Linked DNA regions of Mus musculus: all the other regions are linked to region 3. Evidence: chromatin contacts called from public Hi-C data. All regions are on one chromosome and are shown on one strand. The core of a region is the stretch at or near the end of the contact, and the rest is flanking DNA. Distances in the headings are between cores, read along the strand shown. Region 1 overlaps Arl15 (ADP-ribosylation factor-like 15). Region 2 overlaps Arl15 (ADP-ribosylation factor-like 15). Region 3 has its middle 63 kb from the start of Gm41072.

What was found. A called contact is a pair of places that touch in the nucleus more often than the background predicts.
Region 1: a contact with region 3 is called in a Hi-C map of liver, with 2.1 times the contacts expected there. The contact joins two enhancer-like sites. A contact is called at or near these places in 11 of 484 Hi-C or Micro-C datasets (cerebral cortex, cumulus cells, embryonic stem cells and 4 more) and 3 of 115 datasets of contacts at active chromatin or transcription factors (embryonic stem cells and liver).
Region 2: a Hi-C map of liver shows a contact between it and region 3, with 3 times the contacts expected there. The contact joins two enhancer-like sites. A contact is called at or near these places in 6 of 484 Hi-C or Micro-C datasets (cerebral cortex, liver, myocytes and 1 more) and 2 of 115 datasets of contacts at active chromatin or transcription factors (both in embryonic stem cells).

What each region holds. Positions count from the first base shown.
Region 1 is chr13:114,084,957-114,087,781 of GRCm38.p6, reverse strand. The region is part of intron 4 of Arl15 (ADP-ribosylation factor-like 15); the gene reads right to left. Among named protein-coding and RNA genes, the nearest start is that of A430090L17Rik, 65 kb to the left of the region's middle. Within about 2 kb of position 1,276, at least 21 of the 459 cell types and tissues checked have an H3K27ac peak or open chromatin away from gene starts, as enhancers often do. A contact at or near this core is called in liver, where this site is marked.
Region 2 is chr13:114,064,155-114,067,177 of GRCm38.p6, reverse strand. All of the region lies in intron 4 of Arl15 (ADP-ribosylation factor-like 15), which reads right to left. Among named protein-coding and RNA genes, the nearest start is that of A430090L17Rik, 86 kb to the left of the region's middle. Within about 2 kb of position 1,642, at least 10 of the 459 cell types and tissues checked have an H3K27ac peak or open chromatin away from gene starts, as enhancers often do. A contact at or near this core is called in liver, where this site is marked.
Region 3 is chr13:114,270,224-114,273,066 of GRCm38.p6, reverse strand. No RefSeq gene overlaps it. Among named protein-coding and RNA genes, the nearest start is that of Gm41072, 63 kb to the right of the region's middle. Within about 2 kb of position 1,471, at least 14 of the 459 cell types and tissues checked have an H3K27ac peak or open chromatin away from gene starts, as enhancers often do. A contact at or near this core is called in liver, where this site is marked.

The DNA.
Region 1 (2,825 bases), core at 27-2,526, 190 kb after region 3:
AAGGCTTGGGAAAATGTGGCGGCAACAAGGCTAGCTGGGCAGTCCAAGGCAGCAGACAGGATGACTGGTCCAAGACATTGCTTGATGCATGGAAGTGCCATTGCCAATGGAACTGGACAAATGGGACAAAAGCAAGAACAGCAACAATAACACAGCCACTCAAGACTCTTCTGGTGTTGGGCTGCAGGCGAGGATGGTGGTCCAGCAACATTGGTATTCAGAAAGAAAGCCATGCATACAGGAAAGAGGATGCCAGGTGAAGCAACAGCATGAAAGTGTTACTTATTGCCAGAGCTCTTAGGTCAATTGTTTAGATGGATGATGAACTCAAAGAAGATGATGGACTCTAACAGAAATTAACTTCACACTTTAAAAGTCTCTCCTGGAGCCTTTGGGTCCCATGGTGGCTGGAGAGGGGTGTAAAAAAGATACTTTGTATCTTTCATCTTTAGTGGTCTAAATACTTTGTAAACATGTCCACATGGAGGAAATGAGTAAAGAGAGCATCCGCCTGCCCATGGTAGTAAATACATCTTTTATTATATATGCAACAAATCAAAATTTTATTATTGATAGATTAACAAAATAAATACTGATAAATTCATTATATAAGCACCTGAACCAAAACCAACTACTGCTTCGTTTGTATTATTAATTCAGTTTAGCTGTCTCCTACACGTAGTGGTTTGCCCTATTTAGAGATGATAGGCACCAATAGCTTCATCTGTAAGGTTAATTATTGCTTAACTGGAAAACATTCCCATCAACTCTGTGTCATGAATACCCCGTCTCAGTTTTTATGGAATTATAGATCAATATAATCTCAGAACCTAAGTCCACAGAACTTTGCCAAAATAAACTAACCTGATTGATTGACCCCAATGATAGAGGAGATCATATTTTGGAAGATGCTATCATAAAATATAAGAATTTCAGACCCAGGCTCTTTGATGATGAAATTAGAGACGAAAACGCCTTATCGAGTCACTGGAAGGAAGGCCTGAGAACAATGAATTCCAGCCAGGAGAATCAGGTTCTATGCCCTGCTTCCATCCGTGCCCAGTGTGACCTTGGGCAGGGCCCCCTCACTCCCCACCCTCCCTTTGCTCATTTTCTTCCTCTGTCTCCACGTGGACTTTTAAGAAGTATTTATACTCTTAAGATGAAAGATACAAAGTATGCCACTTAAGTGGAATGTCTGAGTCACTCTACTCAGAATAGGCGGACCGAGCCACCGACCATCCAGAGCACTGACTATCTTTATCTGGGGGGTGGGGGTGGGGGGGTGCTGTTTCCCAGACTCTATGTCAACAAAGGGACCGGGTCACCTGGGCTACCTGTTTCCCAACACTTCAGTGTAAAAAAGGAAAGTGGCAAAAGAAACTTGGGGTGGGGTGGAGTGGGGGTGGTGATAGTGTTGTGACTGAATCCTACAAGTGATCTATATCTCCAGTGAGCATGTCTAAGGCTCAGAGTTTATTACAAATTCAGGAAGGCTTGCAGGTGAATTTGCATTTTTTTTTTTTTAAAAAGAAAAATCACACGGCAGTCATATATTTTCACGTATATTTAAGGTTCTGGGATCTGTATGTGTGAGACGATACCTCAGCCAAGACAGCTATTAGGTTTGCAATGAGAACATGAGTCTTAATGCCCCGGCTGAGGGTGGAAGGCTGACTGGTCAGCAGATGGTCCTGCCTTAGCTGAAACTGTTTTTGCTCCCCCCTTGACCCCCTAATTCACTTGTCACAGCAACTGAACGAAAACTCTGAGGCAAGAAGAATGTTAAAGTCCAGGATTCTTTGAACATTTCAAACATGCTAATTCTATATAGAGAAAGCCCCCCCCCCCATATAGAAAGCTATGAAATTCCCGTCCACAACCACCCAAGATCTAGCTCCTTGCCCAGAAAGGGGATAAGAAAGTGTCTTTATAACAATGTGTCTAAACTCGCCTAAGTGAAGTGTTTTGTAAAACACAAGGTGCTGTCCAAGTAGCAAGTGGTTTAGATTTGTAGGGGTGGAATACTAATTCCCAGAACCACCCAGGCATGGCCACATTAAGGTTCGTCTAGCGCGTGAGTCAGGAGACTGAATTTTACTGTGGGGCTCTTGCCATTTCTTGAGCACTGCTTGTTCTAAGTCAGGTTTTCAGAATAGCACATCTAGAGGTGGGCGACACTGATGTCAACACGAGAAGAAAACATCCTCCGTTACTAACTCTGCCTTTTGCAGCTGATCATTTCCTCCAGCCTCTGCAAGCGTTCCTGCTCCTAGCCTGTACCTCCTTCAATGTCTGTCTTTAGCAGGGACCTACTTGGTCCTGATGCAGCACTGGGGAGAGGGGGGAGTCCTGGGGTGGCCTGATTCTGACACTTCCCTTCACCATGATACCAACAGCGCTTCCTATGGGAAGGATAAGCGCTCAAAATCCACAGAAGTCTCCCGAGAAAGAGAATCCTTCAGAACCTATCTGGCAACTTCGCTTCTTTGGCACAATTTAAAGTACCGATCCTTGCTTCTTTCAACTGTTGTTTTGACTTAACAGTTTATTTCTTTGGACTCAATTGGTTTTACTGCCCGAAATCTGGATTAAAAGAAACAATACCTAAATGGCTGTAGTGTGTGTGTGTGTGTGTGTGTGTGTGTGTGTGTGTTGGGGGGTGGGGGTGGGGGCAAGGAAGGGAGATGTGTAAATGGCCAGAGATGGATGGCAGGGGGTCCCCTAGAACTTTCCAACTTTCTTTTTCTTGAGACAGGACCTTTCTTAAACATGGAGCTAACTGATGAGGCAAGGCTAGCTTAGCTGGCCACTGAGAACCAGGG
Region 2 (3,023 bases), core at 393-2,892, 210 kb after region 3:
CTATCCTTCCTACCATGATAGGCTGCTTTGGTGACATACTACAGACTGACATCTCTAAAACTGTGAGCTAGCATAAACCTTTATAAGTTGGTGACACTTATCTTGGGTATTTGATAGAACGGTAGGAAGCTGTAACACATTTGTCCAGCTAACAAGAAAGCGGGGACTACTGGCCAGCTTCCCCCATCCCTAAGTCTATGCTGCATGCAAGGCAAGAAGCTCGGCCAACTATGCATAACTCTGCAGCTTACGGCTTCCTCAGGGGGTTGAGGGTCACAAGCTGGACCACGATCTGATTGCTGAGCCCTTTCTCTATAGTGCGTCTCCAAAGCAAATTTACAAAGTATACAAATCCATTAGAAGACAAACCAGAAGCCTCCTAAGGGTGGCTGTCCGTCTTTCTGTAGCGGCATCTAAGACCCAGGATGGCAAGTTCTATAATGGAAGTAGCCCTGGGCTACCTTTGCATCAGTCACTGTATTTCTTCAAGTCATTACCTAATCCAAGTCTTTATACCTTGTTCTTCTCTTCCCACATAAGAAACTACCCCCAACTCCAACCCAAACCAAACTCTGCAAAACATCTACTTAATAAGTTTGATGTATATAAACGTGCTCAGCTCCTTTCTAACCTGAAAATGCTTCCAGGCTGACATGTTACATGGCGTAGTGATCACAACTGTGTCCAAGGTTGGCTTTGGGAGTGTGTAGATCCCATGCACCTCCACACAGGATCCAACTTTTGAAAGGCACCCAGGCCAAGATGGGTTGTGTGCTAAGTAAGTACCCCGTGGTCACTAGCCTGGACTTTCTGTAGTTGGTAGTGATAAGAAGGCTGAAACCCACGGTCTTGCACATGTTCTCTATGAGCTCTGGGCAACCCCAGTCTTGACATTGTTAGTAATTTCATCTTTGACCCTGTGTTCTGCAAGTTCAGTCTGATGGAAAACAGGAGCCTAAACAGGGGATCATGGACAGAAAACATTTCTAATGGCATTTTAAAGCAGCTTCAGGGATGTGAATATTTCTATTTTGTGGTAGGACCTGTTAATTATGTAACAAGCACTACTAGTAATCCTCCTTCACAAATGGGCTTATGTGCTTGGCCACTGTCTTAGTCAGGGTTTCTATTCCTGCACAAACATCATGGCCAAGAGGCAAGTTGAGGAGGAAAGGGTTTATTCAGCTTACACTTCCACATTGCTGTTCATCACCAAAGGAAGTCAGGACTGGAACTCAAGCAGGTCAGGAAGCAGGAGCTGATGCAGAGGCCATGGAGGGATGTTTCTTACTGGCTTACTCAACTTGTTTTCTTATTGAACCCAAGACTACCAGCCCAGGGATGGCACCACCCACAAGGGACTCTCTCCACTTGATCACTAATTGAGAAAATGCCTTACAGCTGGATCTCATGGAGGCATTTCCTCAACTGAAGCTCCTTTCTCTGTGATAACTCCAGCCTGTGTCAAGTTGACACACAAAACCAGCCAGTGCAGGTACTAAACACACTTCTCCCTGTGTTAAATCCACCTTTGATGGGATTTTTCCTGTCTGTCTCAGGAGCACATGGAAGGCAGGGTAGGCAGAAGGCTCTCTATCTACATCAGTGAAACCAGCCCGCCACTCCAGTTAGGTTTCTGTGATGAAAGCTGCTACGCTTTCCCAGAACACTGTGAAAACCATCACACTCCTCTTGCTTTGGCAAGCAACAAAAATAATGACCTCTGCCTTATTTGCTTTCGAGAAGAAACACTTAGCATTTTAAAGCAATGAGAATCGGCTGAGGTATTAGCTTTGTATTTGAAGGGCTTTTATTTTCTTTGAACTTTTTGTTAAATCTGAGCATCAAAGCATGTTTTCAAAGTTTACCGTTCCAGCATCTTAGATTCCAAACAAGGCAACTAACTTTTCCTAAGGGCTGAATGCTGCTTCACGGCAATGATTAATCTGAGTCAACAAATGACTGAGGCAACACCCCCCAACTGCTTATCTCTTAGTGTGAGCAAAAGCAGCTAGCAGCCTCCGGTGGTCCAGAGTGCAGTAACTGAGCTCCAGTTTCCACCACAGATTCTGAGGGCTGCTTCACCTTCTATCATTGCTACATCCTCACACTGGTCCGTCAGAGGCTCCGTCTGAGGGTACAATTTATATCCTACCATGCAAGTTCACTATTGGCATCTGTACCCAAGATAATGCCACAAAGAGCCAAACAGCTATTAATCCCGTCTACCACATTTGCGGTTGTGCGTATGGACACTGCACAAAGGCATGGTGGGTAGAGTGCTGCACAAGCCCCATCACAGGAGTTCTATTGATAGAGATCATGGTGGAAGGAGAGGACTGGCTCTTGAAAGGTGTCCTTTGACTTCCACCATATGCACAGGTGCATGTGCATAGACACACACACAAACTCTAACACACTTACTGAAGACACAGATATACACCCAAACAATAAAATAAAAAAGTCATTTTTTTATGAAGAAATGAATTGAATGAATGTCTCTCTCATAGGACTACAGGTTCAACAATTTTCCCCATTTGGTGACTATAAGGTAAAGAACTCAGAAATGTGTCCTGGGCTACTAGGAGAGATGGGAGACCCAGGGCACTCAGGAGACAGTGAAGGTCAATGTAATAGTAATGATAACCTCTTTCCATTCAGCTGTCCTCTCTCTTTGTGGAGGAACATGAAACTAACGGCAGCGGCTGAGGGAAGGAAAGGCTTTGAGCTACAAAGGTTAACTGTTCAGCGTTCAGGACTGGGAAGCTGAACAATGCAAATGGGGTGTGGGGAGATGTCAGAAAGGTTGTGAGAGCCTCAGCTGCAACTTTTTCCACTAGCTTCAAAGAAGTTGTTGATGTTTAACATTAGCGGTACTAACCTAAGAAAGCCCGAATGGACGATGTTGAGATATTTTAGGCAGAGTAATCAAGACACGGAGAGCATACTCTATTCACACTGACTAAGCTTAGCATGCTGCCAAAAAAATAGGATTTGGAACAAATTTTGGACAAAAACTACTC
Region 3 (2,843 bases), core at 222-2,721:
GGCCTTCTCACTCCATGGAACTCCAATTCCTGTAGGAAGGAGAAGGTGAGGGTCTCTGCGCTCTGCTCTAAGTTCCATCTCTTGCCCAGGGTAGGAGACCTGCCATTTCAGGCTGCTCCAAAGGAGATAGAAGAGATTATCATCCTGTAATGGAATAATGTGTCCTTCCTTCCCAGAAACAACTTCTCTGGTGCAGATGCTGGGGACACTTGAAGAGAGCAGCATGGTGCTAGTCTGACCTCAGAATTAGGACTCCAAAAAGCATAGCGTTTACCTTGTTCTTTGTTGTTGCTGTTGTTTTTGTTTTGTTGTTGTTGTTGTTGTTGTTATTGTTGTTCCAAATACTGGCCAAAAGCAGAGCATGCTTTCCCTGGCCTTCTGGGCATCTGCCATTTCTTTGAAGGCTTTTTGTCATGTGGCTGCCTGCAGACCTCTATTGCAAACTGCATGGCTTTCTCTCTCCCCCACTCTCTCTTCTCCTGGCAGCTGTGAAGTCTACAGCCTGCCTGTCCTGTTGTTTTTCTTTTAAACGCTAATAAAATTGTCCCTGACCTTCCTTTCAGGTTCATTTTTAAATTATTTTATTACTGAGATTAAGAGGCCCAAAAGAGAAGCTAAGGGACATAGGCATCTTTAGAGAGAATTGACAAAAGAAAGGTAGAAACCTAGTCTAAAGAAGAAATAACCGAGGTCCGTGGAGAGAATGAGCACACACTAAGCCCAGAATACTCCAGGCAAACGCAAATAAGGTTTTCATGGAGACACAGTGTAAATACATTGTCAGAAATCAATGACAAAGACTTTTGAAAACAGCCAGAAGAAAATGAGTCCCTTCTTGTAAGGGAAATCCCCCAAAGACTGCAAGCAGATTTCTCACCAGAAACCACTTAGGTCAGGATGGTATAGGCAAACTTGCTGAAAGGAAAGGCAAGTCTGCCAACCCAAAATCCTTCACAACAAAGCTGGCCCTGAATCCTGATACGGCTGACAGAAAAGGCTTTCCCCAAGCGAATAACAGAAAAGAGATTCCGTCCCAAGATCTGCCTTATAGCAAGCTGTTGTAGCAACAGATAGTTAATGATCAACATAAAACAAAGACAAAACTCGCCGGCAAGAGTTGACATCCACGCAAATTCAGAATGTTCTAACCCTCACTGGGACCAGGACGTTGCTCCAGCCTCCCTTTCACCTCCCTTCCTGGTAATGTCTCTTGAAAGAATTCAGATGAGGTATGCAGCACAATGCAGAAACTAGGCGGGGTTTATTACAAGATATAGTGGACTGAGTGGGCGACGGCCAAAAGCAGCTACGTGTTTAGGTAGGCTTTGTTTCTAAATCTTGGAACAGACATTATTCCTGTGGGACGTTTTATGTCTAGGTGACTGACAGTCCCATGTGGGTCGACTCTTAAGGGAGAAGTTATGGTATGTAAGGCCTCCTGCCTGATAGTAAACGTTGACCTTCCAGCCAGTTCAGAAGGCCGAGTCTCTACCCAGGGCTGGGTTCATGGCTCAGATCCCATTCTTTTGATGAGTAACATGTAACAGATTAGTAGATTAGAAAGAATTACAGCAAAACCCCAAAATGAATCTAAAAAGAAGGAAAGAAAGAAAGAAAAGAAAAGTCTGGGAGGAAGAGCTGTCCCTTGGCTCCAGCGATGCTGTCCCTCAGCTCCAGGGACTTCCTCCTTCTGACTTCTTGTCTCATCTATAGCTGTGCTGTCACGAAGGGCAGCTGCAATGCGTTCACCTCTTTCACAAGGCATTTGAACCTATAAGGAAGAGCTATTGGGATGGCTCCCACTGCCTTTACCTGCTACCAAATTAAGAGTGTTAATGAGCAAGCGCATAGGGAGTGGGCCTGAGGTCATTTTCAAGTCAAAGACAGAGCAAGCCTCTAGAGGTCAGATTTGAAGGACAATAGTGAATCTGACATCTTCCACACATCTCCCCCATGAAAACCTTGAGACCCTTCCCTTTTGGAAAACGGGGAACTTTGCTTTGAGATGGCCTTTGTTCTGTTTTCCTGATGTAAAGCTCTCTCCTCATCTAATTCCTGTCTTCTAATTTGCTTTGGGAGCGGTGACAGGTAATATAGGGCCACCAAGTCCTATATTACAAGGAACAAGTGGAATCCTCCTGCCTCTGCTCTTGTGTCTACAAGCTGGTGATTACAAGGAGGGAATCCATCTTCACTGGCCTTCAAAAATCTGCTGGTATCTAGATATCTAGCAAAAGTTACCAAAAATAACTACAGATGCAGTATTTTAAACGCACTATTAAAAAGTGTAAATTCTGATGTCACAAACATGGCTGAAATGTTGAAGTTGATATCATATTAAAATTGACTGTTACAAGCATTTAAGGCACGGAGAGGAATACATACTGTGTGTGTGTGTGTGTGTGTGTGTGTGTGTGTGTGTGTATTATATATAATTTTTTTCTTTTTCTTTCTTTTTTTTTTTTTTTTTTTTTTTTTTTTGAGACAGAGTTTCTCTGTGTAGCCCTGGCTGTCCTGGAACTCACTCTGTAGACCAGGCTGGCCTCAAACTCAGAAATCTCCTGCCTCTGCCTCTGCCTCCCACGTGCTGGGACTAAAGGCGTGCACCACCACTGCCCGTATATATAATGTTTTATTTAAGTCTTATGATATAATAGAAAAGCTTGGGGTACATTCAGAAAATATAATGGAATAAAAACCTGTCGTTACAAAAAGAAAAAAAATCAAGCCAACACAGAGAAATAAAGAGTCAAAGGAGTACATAAGAGTCAGAAAACCACGAACGGCACACATAGCTCTTTCCGATCTCTAATTCCCTTAAACGGACTTGGCTAAATTCTTTC